2 separate regions of the Ovis aries genome follow, and region 1 is linked to region 2. A link is a contact called in public Hi-C data. All regions are on one chromosome and are shown on one strand. The core of a region is the stretch at or near the end of the contact, and the rest is flanking DNA. Distances in the headings are between cores, read along the strand shown. Region 1 overlaps EPS8L2 (EPS8 like 2). Region 2 has its middle 17 kb from the start of MUC2.

Region 1 (5,176 bases), core at 990-3,489, 240 kb before region 2:
CCTGGGGAGGGACGCCGAGCTGACCTACCCGCGCCGCCACCCCGTGCTCTGCCCCCCTCCTCCTGCAGGGAGTGAAATACTGGGGTCCTGCCAGCCCAACCCACAAGCTGCCCCCCAGCTTCGCAGGAAACAAAGACGGTGAGGGATGGGGACCCTGGACCCCAGCGCCCCGCAGCCCGTCCGGGGAGGGGCGGGCGAGGGGAGCCGTCGGTCGCGGCGGCGCGGGTCTGAGCCGCCCGGCGCCCGCAGAGCTAATGCAGCACATGGACGAGGTCAACGACGAGCTGGCGAAGAAGATCAGCAACATCCGGGCGCAGCCGGCGCGGCCCTTCCGCGTGGAGCGCAGCCAGCCGGCGGCCCCGCCGCTCACCCACGCGTCCGGGCCCCGCGAGGTCCGCGCCTGGCTGGAAGCCAAGGCCTTCAGCGCGCGGTGAGCTGGGCGGGCCGGGCGCGCGGGGAGCTGGGCGGGCCGGGCGCGCGGGGAGCTGGGCGGGCCGGGCGCGCGGGGAGCTGGGCGGGCCGGGCGCCGGGGCCGCGCCGGGCAGCCCGGGCCCCGGCCGCGCTCACGCTGGCGCTCGCTCCGCAGGGTCGTGGAGCACCTGGGCGTCCTGACCGGCCCGCAGCTCTTCTCTCTCAACAAGGACGAGCTGCGGAAGGTGTGCGGGGAGGAGGGCGCCCGCGTGTACAGCCAGCTCACCGTGCAGAAGGCCTTCCTGGAGGTGAGCCCGCCCGCCCCGCGGCGCCGGGACGGCGGCCGCCGGGACCCTGGCCGACGCCCCTCTCTCCCCCAGAAGCAGCAGGGCGGGTCGGAGCTGGAGGAGCTCATGAGCAGGTTCCATTCCAAGACCCAGAGGCGCGCGGAGGAGGACAGTTAGGCCTGCAGCTGGGGATGCGCCCCGCGGCTGGAGTGTTATTTTTGTTCGCGGACGTGTTTCGGACCCTGGACTCAGATGGACAGTCGCGCTGGCTGGGGTCCCTGGGGTGTGACCTCGGGCCCGGCGCTGCCCCCGCGCACGCCCCCCAGGCCGCCCCCACACTCTCCTCAGCCAAACTTGCCGCCAGGCGGTGCCAGCCCCTCCTCCGCCTGCCCCCTGATCCCGGAGCGCCGCCCGTACCCCCGCTCCCGAGGCCGCAGGAACCCCCAGAGCCGTCAGGGACCTTTCCTCAGGCCTCGCCCCTGCACCGCCCCCCCAAAGGCCGGCTGCGGGGCGGAGGGCAGCAGACCTCAGCCACCCCGCTGCCCTTGGCTCTGAGCTGGCCAGGTTGGTGCCCCTTGCGGGCCAAGGCTGCCTCAGCACCCACCCAGTGCGCTGCTCTCCTGGGGGGGCCTGGGGGGCTCCTTCACCGCCTGGAGGATTGAGGACGGACTGAACCCCATTCACCCGAGGACTGGCCCTGGGCACCCCTCAACCCCCCATGCCTGTCCCCAACGCCCCCCCACGTCTGTCCCCAGCGCCCCCCCACGCCTGTCCCCAGCGCCCCCCCACGCCTGTCCCCAGCGCCCCCCCACGCCTGTCCCCAGCGCCCTGGCCCCGCACGCCTGTTCCCAGCCCTCCGCGGAGCTCAGGCGCTCTGAGCTTCCTCTGACCAGGTCTTAGGGTTGCTGCCCTGGCCTGCTGCGCTGCGGGAGGTGAGTCTCGGAGCCCTGGACTGCGGTCACACCCTGAGGAGGAGAGGTGACCAAGTCTCAGGATCCACGCCATTAAACCCCTTCAGTCTCCCAGCAGCCCCGTGTCTGTGTCCTGGAGGTGCGCTGGGGTCGCTGTGGGTTCTGGAGCCCCTGCTGGGATTGCACCTTTGGAAGAATTGCTGGGCAGAGGCAGGCAGTGGCCAGGCGGGGCTGGGGACGTTCCCGTGAGGCTTCTCACCCCTCCACACCCGAGCGAGAGGGCCCAGAGGACACCCCTGAGATTTGTGGCTGTGTGCCCACTGCAGACCTGTGGCCCTCCCAGCCTCGAGGTCCTGTCCGGAAGGCCGGATGGGAGGGGTGGGAGCAGGTCTGTCAAACCTCCAGCAGGGAGGGGGCATGAGTCATGAGGTCAAGATCGAAACTAGACTCTCACAGGGTGAGCCCCAAGCCACGGGAGGGGCCCCAGAGAGGACGTGGGGCCTGTGGGGCGGGGCAGGCAGCCGGTGCAGGGACTGGGGACCCTGCAGGCAGGGGTCAGGGGCACACAGGCGCCTGGGCGGCTGGCCAGACCACAGCAGGCCCACCCTCGGCGCCGGCCTGTGGCTCCCTCTGCTGGCTGCTCTGCGCATTGCGAGCCGGCAGACCAGGAGGGAGCATGCAGCGCCTGCCACCTGGCCCTGCACCCCTAAAGCCGGGGAGGACCCCCCGGGGTTCCAGGGTCTCTGCCTGGTGGGCGACCACAGGTCGCTTGGACACAGAGGCTGGTTGTGCCTTTCAGGGTGGGAGATGGCGGTGGTAGGGGGCTGTCCCCTGCTGGGCTGGGCCTCAGAAGCCCTGTGAAGCTCGGTCAAGGGCAGCTGGGGGTGTCTGGGGCCTTCTGGGCAACACCAAGACTTGACTACCACGGAGCCCTCTTCCCGGGAAAGGAAGATGCTCACTCCAGCTCCAGGCCTCGAGAGGAGGGTCTTTGCTCCCATGCCTAGGCAGGATCTCACAAACAAGGAGCTCGAGAGGAAAAGGGGAGAATTGGGCATCCACCCTCCCATCAGAAAGCACAGCCCCGCTGGGCCAGGACTGCCAGCCCCCCTGCTTGGCTGGGACCCTCCCCAAGCAGGCCTGAGCACCTCAGCCCCCCGGCTCCCGGGGTGGCCTCTGCTGGCCCAGGGGTGCCCACATTAGACCTGAAGGTTAGAGGGACAGCTCCCAGCGCACCCGCTGTCCCCACCCAGCCAGGTGCTGTCATCAGCTGGATGGTCTGGACTTTGGGGACCCTGCCTCTGGGCTGGGTCATTTGTCTCTTGGAAGCCCCCAAACCTATACCTGCCTCCTTGCCCAGCCTCCCTCCTCCCCCCACAGGCCGCCTCCCACCACGGCCCCCTCTGGCCCATCCTGTCTCTTGGGCAGCCTGAGGGGAGCCCACTCCCCCAGCTCCCAGGCCCCCTTCCTGACCAGGAGCTGCTGGTTCTGAGCCACCCCCACCCCAGGGGTCTGCTCAGGTTGCAGGGCTCCCTGACCCCCCAGGACAGACACGTGCAGGGCCCAAGTCACTCAGCTACTGGGGTCCCTGTGAGGAGTCCCTGTGCTTCCTACCCCAGGGCGTCACTCTGCAGGGGGTGACTGAGTACTTGCCTCCCTGGGGCCTGGTGATCTCAGGGCCCCAGAAGCAGGCACAGACAAGGCACAGAGGGTCAGGGCCCCTGCCTGGAGCCCCACAGAGGGGCAGAGCCTGGGAGGCCCCCAGCCTGCACTGGTCACGCAGGCAGAGGTGGGGTCTGATGGCACAGCCTGGGGCAGAGGGTGGGGGCCACGGAGGTCTGACTGCGGGCAGAGCAGGCCGTCTCGCCCAGCGCCCGCCCAGTGCCCAGCTGTGCCGCCCACGGACGTCCCCACCAACAAGGCCGGCTCTGTGCTGTGGACAGGCTGTCTTTGTGGCCGCCTTCCCACCCGTGGCCTCTGGTTCCCCCCATCCCCCCAGCGGGGCCCAATGCCATTTTGGGTGGAGATTCTTCTTTTCCATTTCTTTCTGACTTCTTCAAAATATTTGACTCACTGGAAGGTCATTGCACAAAAGTAGCAGAGGAGGCAAGATGTCCTCACACCCGAGTCAGCCACCGGGATCACAACAGGCGCGATGGACGCCTTTCGCCGGGGAAGGTGTGCTTGGCAGGGCGGCTTCACGGTGACGGTGGTGCTGAGAACAGCTCCATTTGGAGAAACGTAAAAACAACTCCTATTAACCCTCCCCCAAAAGTGCTTGCGGTGGGAATTGCTAGGCCAACGTGACGGGCAGAATTAAAGTTGAAGAGCACATGGCCTGTTCCGTAGTGACCCCCACAGAGCATCCTCCTGGGCGGGGTCCGCAGGTCCCTGGGGGGCCCTGAACTCTAGACGAGCGTCGTAACAAGACAGCAGAATGTTAAAGGTTGGGTTGTATCCCCCAGTTCATATAAGGTGGGGTCGTTAGGATGGGCCCTCACGCAACGTGACTACTGTCCTTATCACCAGTGGGCACTTGGTCATAGACTCGCACGGAGAAGGTCCCCTGAAGACAGGCAGGGACCAGGCTGCTGCTTCTACAACACGAGGAGCCTCAAAGACCGCAGCCAAGCTGCGCCAGAGGGGTGACCCTGCTGGTCTTGGGCTTCCGGCCTCCAGGACTTGGGGACAGTGAGTTCCTGGTGTTGAAGCCTTGGGGGCTATGGTCCTCTGTTACCACAGCCTCAGAAACTAGTGCAGGGTGATTCACCTCTCTCACGGGGCTCCCGTGGGCACGGATGGTGCAGAAGCCCTGGTGGGTGAAGCCGTTGGCTCCTCGGTGAGGATCCCGGCGTGGCATGGCAGGACCCCCTCACACACGCCCCCCGGAGGAAGCGCCTGAGCGAGCCTGGGGCCTCGGGGAGAGCTGGCAAACGCCCCTGATGCAGCGGGCTCCAGTCTGGGCCCTCGGCGAGAGCCCTCAGGTGCCAGCCTCCTGCAGCGCTTGCTTGGGCGACGGGCGAGCCCCGACCCACGCTGGGCCGGCCGTGCTGTTCACACCTGGGGTCTTGGCAGGCGTTCGCCCCCAAACGAGAAGCAGCAGACAGTCTCTTTCTACTGGAAGTTAGAGTTTTGGAGCCTGCCAGCATCAGCGAGCCAGCTCCCCGACCTGCAGACCCTTCTCCGAGCGAGTGATGCTGGAAAGGGAGGCTCTGAGTCCACATTTTCCAACAACCGACGCGCGGTGTCACAGAGTCACGGGGCCCAGAGACCCGTCCTTGGAGCGGGAGGGACCAGGAGTCCCCGGGGCCCCAGTGAGCCGCGCCCGGGGTGGGCTCCCCGTCCAGATGGCGGCTGCGTGGAGAGACGCCCCGAGCTGGGGTTCAGTGTCGATCGGGGGAGAACGTCCCCAATGACCCGAAAAGGCCACTCACCTGCTCCTGGTTTCTAGCTGCGAGTCCGGGCGAGGCCGGGTTTTCTCTGGATGCTTCGACCAGGATGGTATCCCCAACAGAACGAAGGTGGGCATGGGGATGAGGTCCAGCTGCTGCTGGGAAGCCCGACGTCAGG
Region 2 (4,543 bases), core at 426-2,925:
AGGGGCCGCCTGCCCTTTGGAGACTCTGCTTTGGGGGCTACTTTGTATGCTTTCCTCATCTTCTGGGGAGCCGGGGGCAGACCCATTCCTCCCGAAGATCTGCCTGCACCCTCCATCCCGTAGACCCCTTGGGCCCCTGTCGCACAGGAGAGGCCCATCTCAGGGGTCCTGCCTGCTGTTGCTGGGGGCCTCCAGAGGCTGTGGGTTCACCCTCTGAGCTGGAGCACTGTCCCCGCCCCTGCTGGGGGACCACCCCTGGGGAGGAGTGTCCTCGCACCTCCTTCTGAGCATCACTGAGATGAATGGCACCCCCAGGCCTGGGCCTTGCTGGCCTGAGCCGCCCCCCTGCCCTCTGGGTACAGCCTCACCAAGCACTCATGACTTGTGGATCAAGGGTCCTTTCACCCACAGTAACGGATGTGGCGGTAGCCGCTGCCGCAGCCCACGCTTGCAGCCCCATGCCAGGCCCTGCCCCTCGCATGTCTGTGGTCGGTGGGGTTGCCTGGAGTCCAGTGCTGCCCACCGGGCCCCATCCCTGTGCGGCTGCCCCTGGGGTGACGCTGACCCATGGGTGACAGGCAGGGCAGGTCCCTCAGCTGCTCCTTGAGAGCTTTCTGTTGACTTTCCTGCTCACCTGGCTCAGTAATCTGCTGGTGCAAAGGCCACATCCGCTTCCTTGAGGCCCGCTCCCACCACACTGCGTCACCTAGACTTGGCTCTGGTTCCAGCCCTGGCCTCCCGGGGGGTCACCCCTCCTGGGGGGTCACCACTGAAGGCTGCGCTCCCCACCATGGGAAGGCAGGGCATCAGGGGCTCTCTGTATGGTCACTATGCCAAGGACACGCGGCCACGCCTAGGAGGACAGGCTCCTCTCTGGGGGAAGCAGGGACAGATTCTAGCCGTCCAGGAGGGGGCGGTGTTGTGGCCAACTCCAGGCAGGGTCCCACCTCCTCCCAGCCCCAGAGCTGGGGCGGTCGTTCTGGGCACTTCTGAACCCTCACACAGCCCCTGCCCTGAGGACCAGCCGGCAGTGCGGGCCCTGCTGCCTCCGTCCTGCCCCCTGGCTCCCCTGGGGGTTTAGGCCAGGTGGGTTCCAGGTAGTCTGTTTGCAAAGGGCCCTCTAAGGGTGGGGACTGAGGCTGTAGGCAGAACCCCAGGACCACCGGGTGGGGGCTCTTCTCTGGAGGACGGAGGCCATCGGGTTGTCCATTTCCCCCGCACTTGCAGGCTGCCACCTGGTTCCCTGCGCAGGCGCAGAGGTGGGCGGCCCTCTGTGGGGCAGGGCCGGGCAGGGAGGGCCCAGGGCCAGAGCAGCAGGGCGGGCTGGTCAGCTGGGGAAGGGTCCCCAGCAGGTGTGATGCTTAGAGCGACTGATGATTCCCAGCCCCCACTGCGCGGAGGCCAGTGACCTGCCCAAGGTCAGGCAGAGCTCCCTCCAGTCCAGCCTGTGAGCCGCGCAAGCTGGACGCTGACTCCGCGGCACGCGCTGCTCACCTGGCACAGCGCCGCGATGCGGAGACAGGCGGGGTCAGGGGACGGCGAGACGCCTTCGGACTGACCCCGCACCCGCTTGCGGGGGCCCTGAGGCCGGCGCAGACCCCGCGGATCTCCGGGAGGGCGAGGTCCACTCAAGCCACGCCCACGCGGGGAGGAGTCCGAGGGGGCGTGACTCACTCGCTGAGCCACGCCCCCGATCAGGTCCGCCCACGCCCCGGCGCAGGAGTGCACATGCGCAGACTTCCCTCTGGGCGGCTGTGCGGGCGACGCGCGCCACCTGCTGGCCAACGTCTGCATCCCCGGTGCCTCCCGCGCCTGCCACCTTGCTCCGGTCGCGCTGATCAAGGCGCGCGCTTGCCTGGGATGCTGGGCCGGGCTGGGGCGGGCGGCGGTGAGCTCCCTGCACGTCTGGCTGCGGGAGCGCCCAGAGGAAGCACTGCAGTGGGCAACGACGAGGTGGCTCTGGGGGGCCCTGGGGCCTCTGGCTCCTGGGACCTCGGGGCCTGGCAGGGCCTGTGCGGGGCTCCGCGGTGGGAGGTGGCGCTCCGCTGGACCTGATCCGAGGGACCTGGTGGTCGCCAGTTCTCCACGGCTGTGCCAGGCTCCCGCCCACTCCCAGCCCATCCCTGTGACGTGCAGAAGGGGCAGCTGCTGCCAAGATCCCAGACCCCAGATACAGGAGGCTTGTTCCAACCCTCTAGGCTGCTCATGGCCCTCCACGGTGATGTGTGGTTTCAGAGCTGACCCCCATTTGCTGCCAGGTCCCTGCAGGCCCCAAGGGGACAGCACCCCTTGCCCCTGCACCCCAGCCTAACGTTCTGCCTGAGTCTGGGGGGACCACCCCCAGGACCCCGCCCCTCCCAAGGCCACCTTCTGGCAGGAGGGTGCAGGTGGGGGCAGGAGGCGGCAGCCCACACAGGGCCCTGAAGCGCCACAGTATGCGATGGAACCGCCCTCCACCACAGAAACACTGCAAGCTTTTACTGAGTGCCAGCTGTATGCAGAGCACATTGCGGGGGGTGCCCGGGAAGCAAAGAGTGGGCTGGCTCGGAGATCCTGGGAGGACCTGGGGAGGACCTGGAACCCCAGGAGGGCCCGGTTCCAGACCCCTCTTCCCACACATTCACCAGCATCAGGGGCGCTAGGATGGAGCTCTCCACGGCTGAGAGAACTCTCCAAGTTCACCACGGCTATGCCAAGCTCCCCCTCCCTGCCCTGTCCCCCCCACCCTGCCCCGTCCCCCCGTTAGCCTAGCTGTTTGGTGTCCTGCAGGCTGCCTGGGGGAGCTACTTGCAGGGGCTTGGGGGGTGCTACTGGGTAGGTGTGGACGCTGCTCCCTCCTCCCGCCCCCCACCCCCCCAGCCCATAGACGAGCTTGGAGGAAGTAATTTCCCAGTGATCTTACCTGTGGCTGGAGAGGTAGGCCCCAGTGTCTGCATCTCAGCGCCCCACCCCCCAGGGCAGAGCCAGGTGGGCGGCCTGGGCACCGGCCCATCAGCTGTAAGTGGCACCTGGGGGCCCCACCTGGCGACTCTGGGCCTGAGGGCAGTGGGTCCCCCTGGTGGTCCCCTGGGTCCTGACCAGAGGGAGTGGTCAGTGGCTGTGTCCGTGAGTCCCTGACCTGGGAAAGGGTGCAGGGACGAGGAGGCCCCCAGAGGCTCCCGGAGGCTCTGCTGCACGGGGTGGGCGCCCTCGCTGCCTCCCAGGTCAGTGTGCCCGGCCGCTGGGTGGCTGACGCTGGTCTTAGGCTCTTGATCCTAAGTACCGCCCCCCCAAGGCCCCTTGGTTCTGACACTCTAATCCTCAGACCCAGCCCTGTGCCCAAGCTGTACCCTGACCCCACCCCTGCCCTAACCTGCCTCTTAGAAGCCCCCTGGGCCTCTGGGCTGACCCTGTCCCCCCTTCCTTAGCAGGTTTAACACATGAGGCTCAGGGGAAGCAGGTGGGTCCCCGTCAAGGCTGCACCCTGAGTGTGTGGCCCTGTGCCTGGTCGGGGCACTCAGGGCAGAGGGCAGCCTGGGCCGCGGGGATGCCTGTCCTCCACTCGCCCTGACCCCGCCCCCGACTCTGCATTGGACCAGGGAGCAGCTGCCTGTGTCTTGCTCTCTGGGGAGCTCCCTCCTGGCCTGCATCCTTGATGGGCCCCCAGAAGCCGCTGGAGGAGGAAGGGCGGGGGTGCTGGCACGGTGCCCCAACAGGACCTGGCCATAAACTGGGGCGGGGCGGGGCTGCGGTCTGGACCGCTGACCCTCCCTGCTGGACTTTCCCCCCAGCCTGGCCCCCAGCTGTCAGCCCTTCCTGGGAATGGGCTCCTTTGTTTGTTCCTTGAGAGCTCAGGTGTCATTGACCGCCTGCCCAGGTCCCTGCGGGCCACTCTGCAGGCCTGGGGAGGGGCCGGGGGGGAGGGCTGGGCTCTCCAGGGGGCCTGGGGCTGCAGTGAGGCCCGCCCACCCACCCAGCAGAGGGGCTCAGGCCTGGAGAGGCCACCAGTGGATCAAAGGCCGGGCCTGCGTGCACCCACTCAGCCATCGCCCAGCCCTGAGCTGGGAGCGCGGCCGGGGGTCGAGGAGCGCGGTGGTCATCTGAGGCAGAAACAGCCACTTTTGCCTAGTTTTGAAAGCAGGGAGGTCGTGGGGTTTCCCCAGCTCCTTGCTGGCTGCCCTGCGCAGTCGCAACCAGGCGTCAGCCTTCAGCGGGCGGTTGTAACAGAGCCCTCGGGAGGGTGCCCTGCCCCACTCCCAGCATGGCCCCCGAGACACCCCTGGGGGGAGGCCGGAGCGCTGAGCCAGTTTCATAACAAGACTGAGAAATCTTTCACCTCTCTCACGGGGCTCCCGTGGGCACGGATGGTGCAGAAGCCCTGGTGGGTGAAGCCGTTGGCTCCTCGGCGAGGATCCCGGCGTGGCATGGCAGGACCCCCTCACACACGCCCCCCGGAGGAAGCGCCCGAGCGAGCCCGGGGCCTCGGGGAGAGCCGGCAAACGCCCCTGACGCAGCGGGCTCCAGTCTGGGCCCTCGGCGAGAGCCCTCGGGTGCCAGCCTCCCG

The links. Hi-C and Micro-C count contacts between places; a contact is called where the count stands out from the background.
Region 1: a contact with region 2 is called in a Hi-C map of hypothalamus, with 3 times the contacts expected there. The contact joins two enhancer-like sites. A contact is called at or near these places in 5 of 16 Hi-C or Micro-C datasets (blood, hypothalamus, muscle and 1 more).

The regions. Positions count from the first base shown.
Region 1 is chr21:46,993,659-46,998,834 of ARS-UI_Ramb_v3.0, reverse strand. EPS8L2 (EPS8 like 2) reads left to right here. Exons shown (of 22, transcript XM_060404176.1): 19 at 69-138; 20 at 250-430; 21 at 587-719; 22 at 792-1,726. The coding sequence ends at 875. Among named protein-coding and RNA genes, the nearest start is that of TALDO1, 15 kb to the right of the region's middle. Within about 2 kb of position 2,239, at least 12 of the 54 cell types and tissues checked have an H3K27ac peak or open chromatin away from gene starts, as enhancers often do. A contact at or near this core is called in hypothalamus, where this site is marked.
Region 2 is chr21:46,751,728-46,756,270 of ARS-UI_Ramb_v3.0, reverse strand. No RefSeq gene overlaps it. Among named protein-coding and RNA genes, the nearest start is that of MUC2, 17 kb to the right of the region's middle. Within about 2 kb of position 1,675, at least 26 of the 54 cell types and tissues checked have an H3K27ac peak or open chromatin away from gene starts, as enhancers often do. A contact at or near this core is called in hypothalamus, where this site is marked.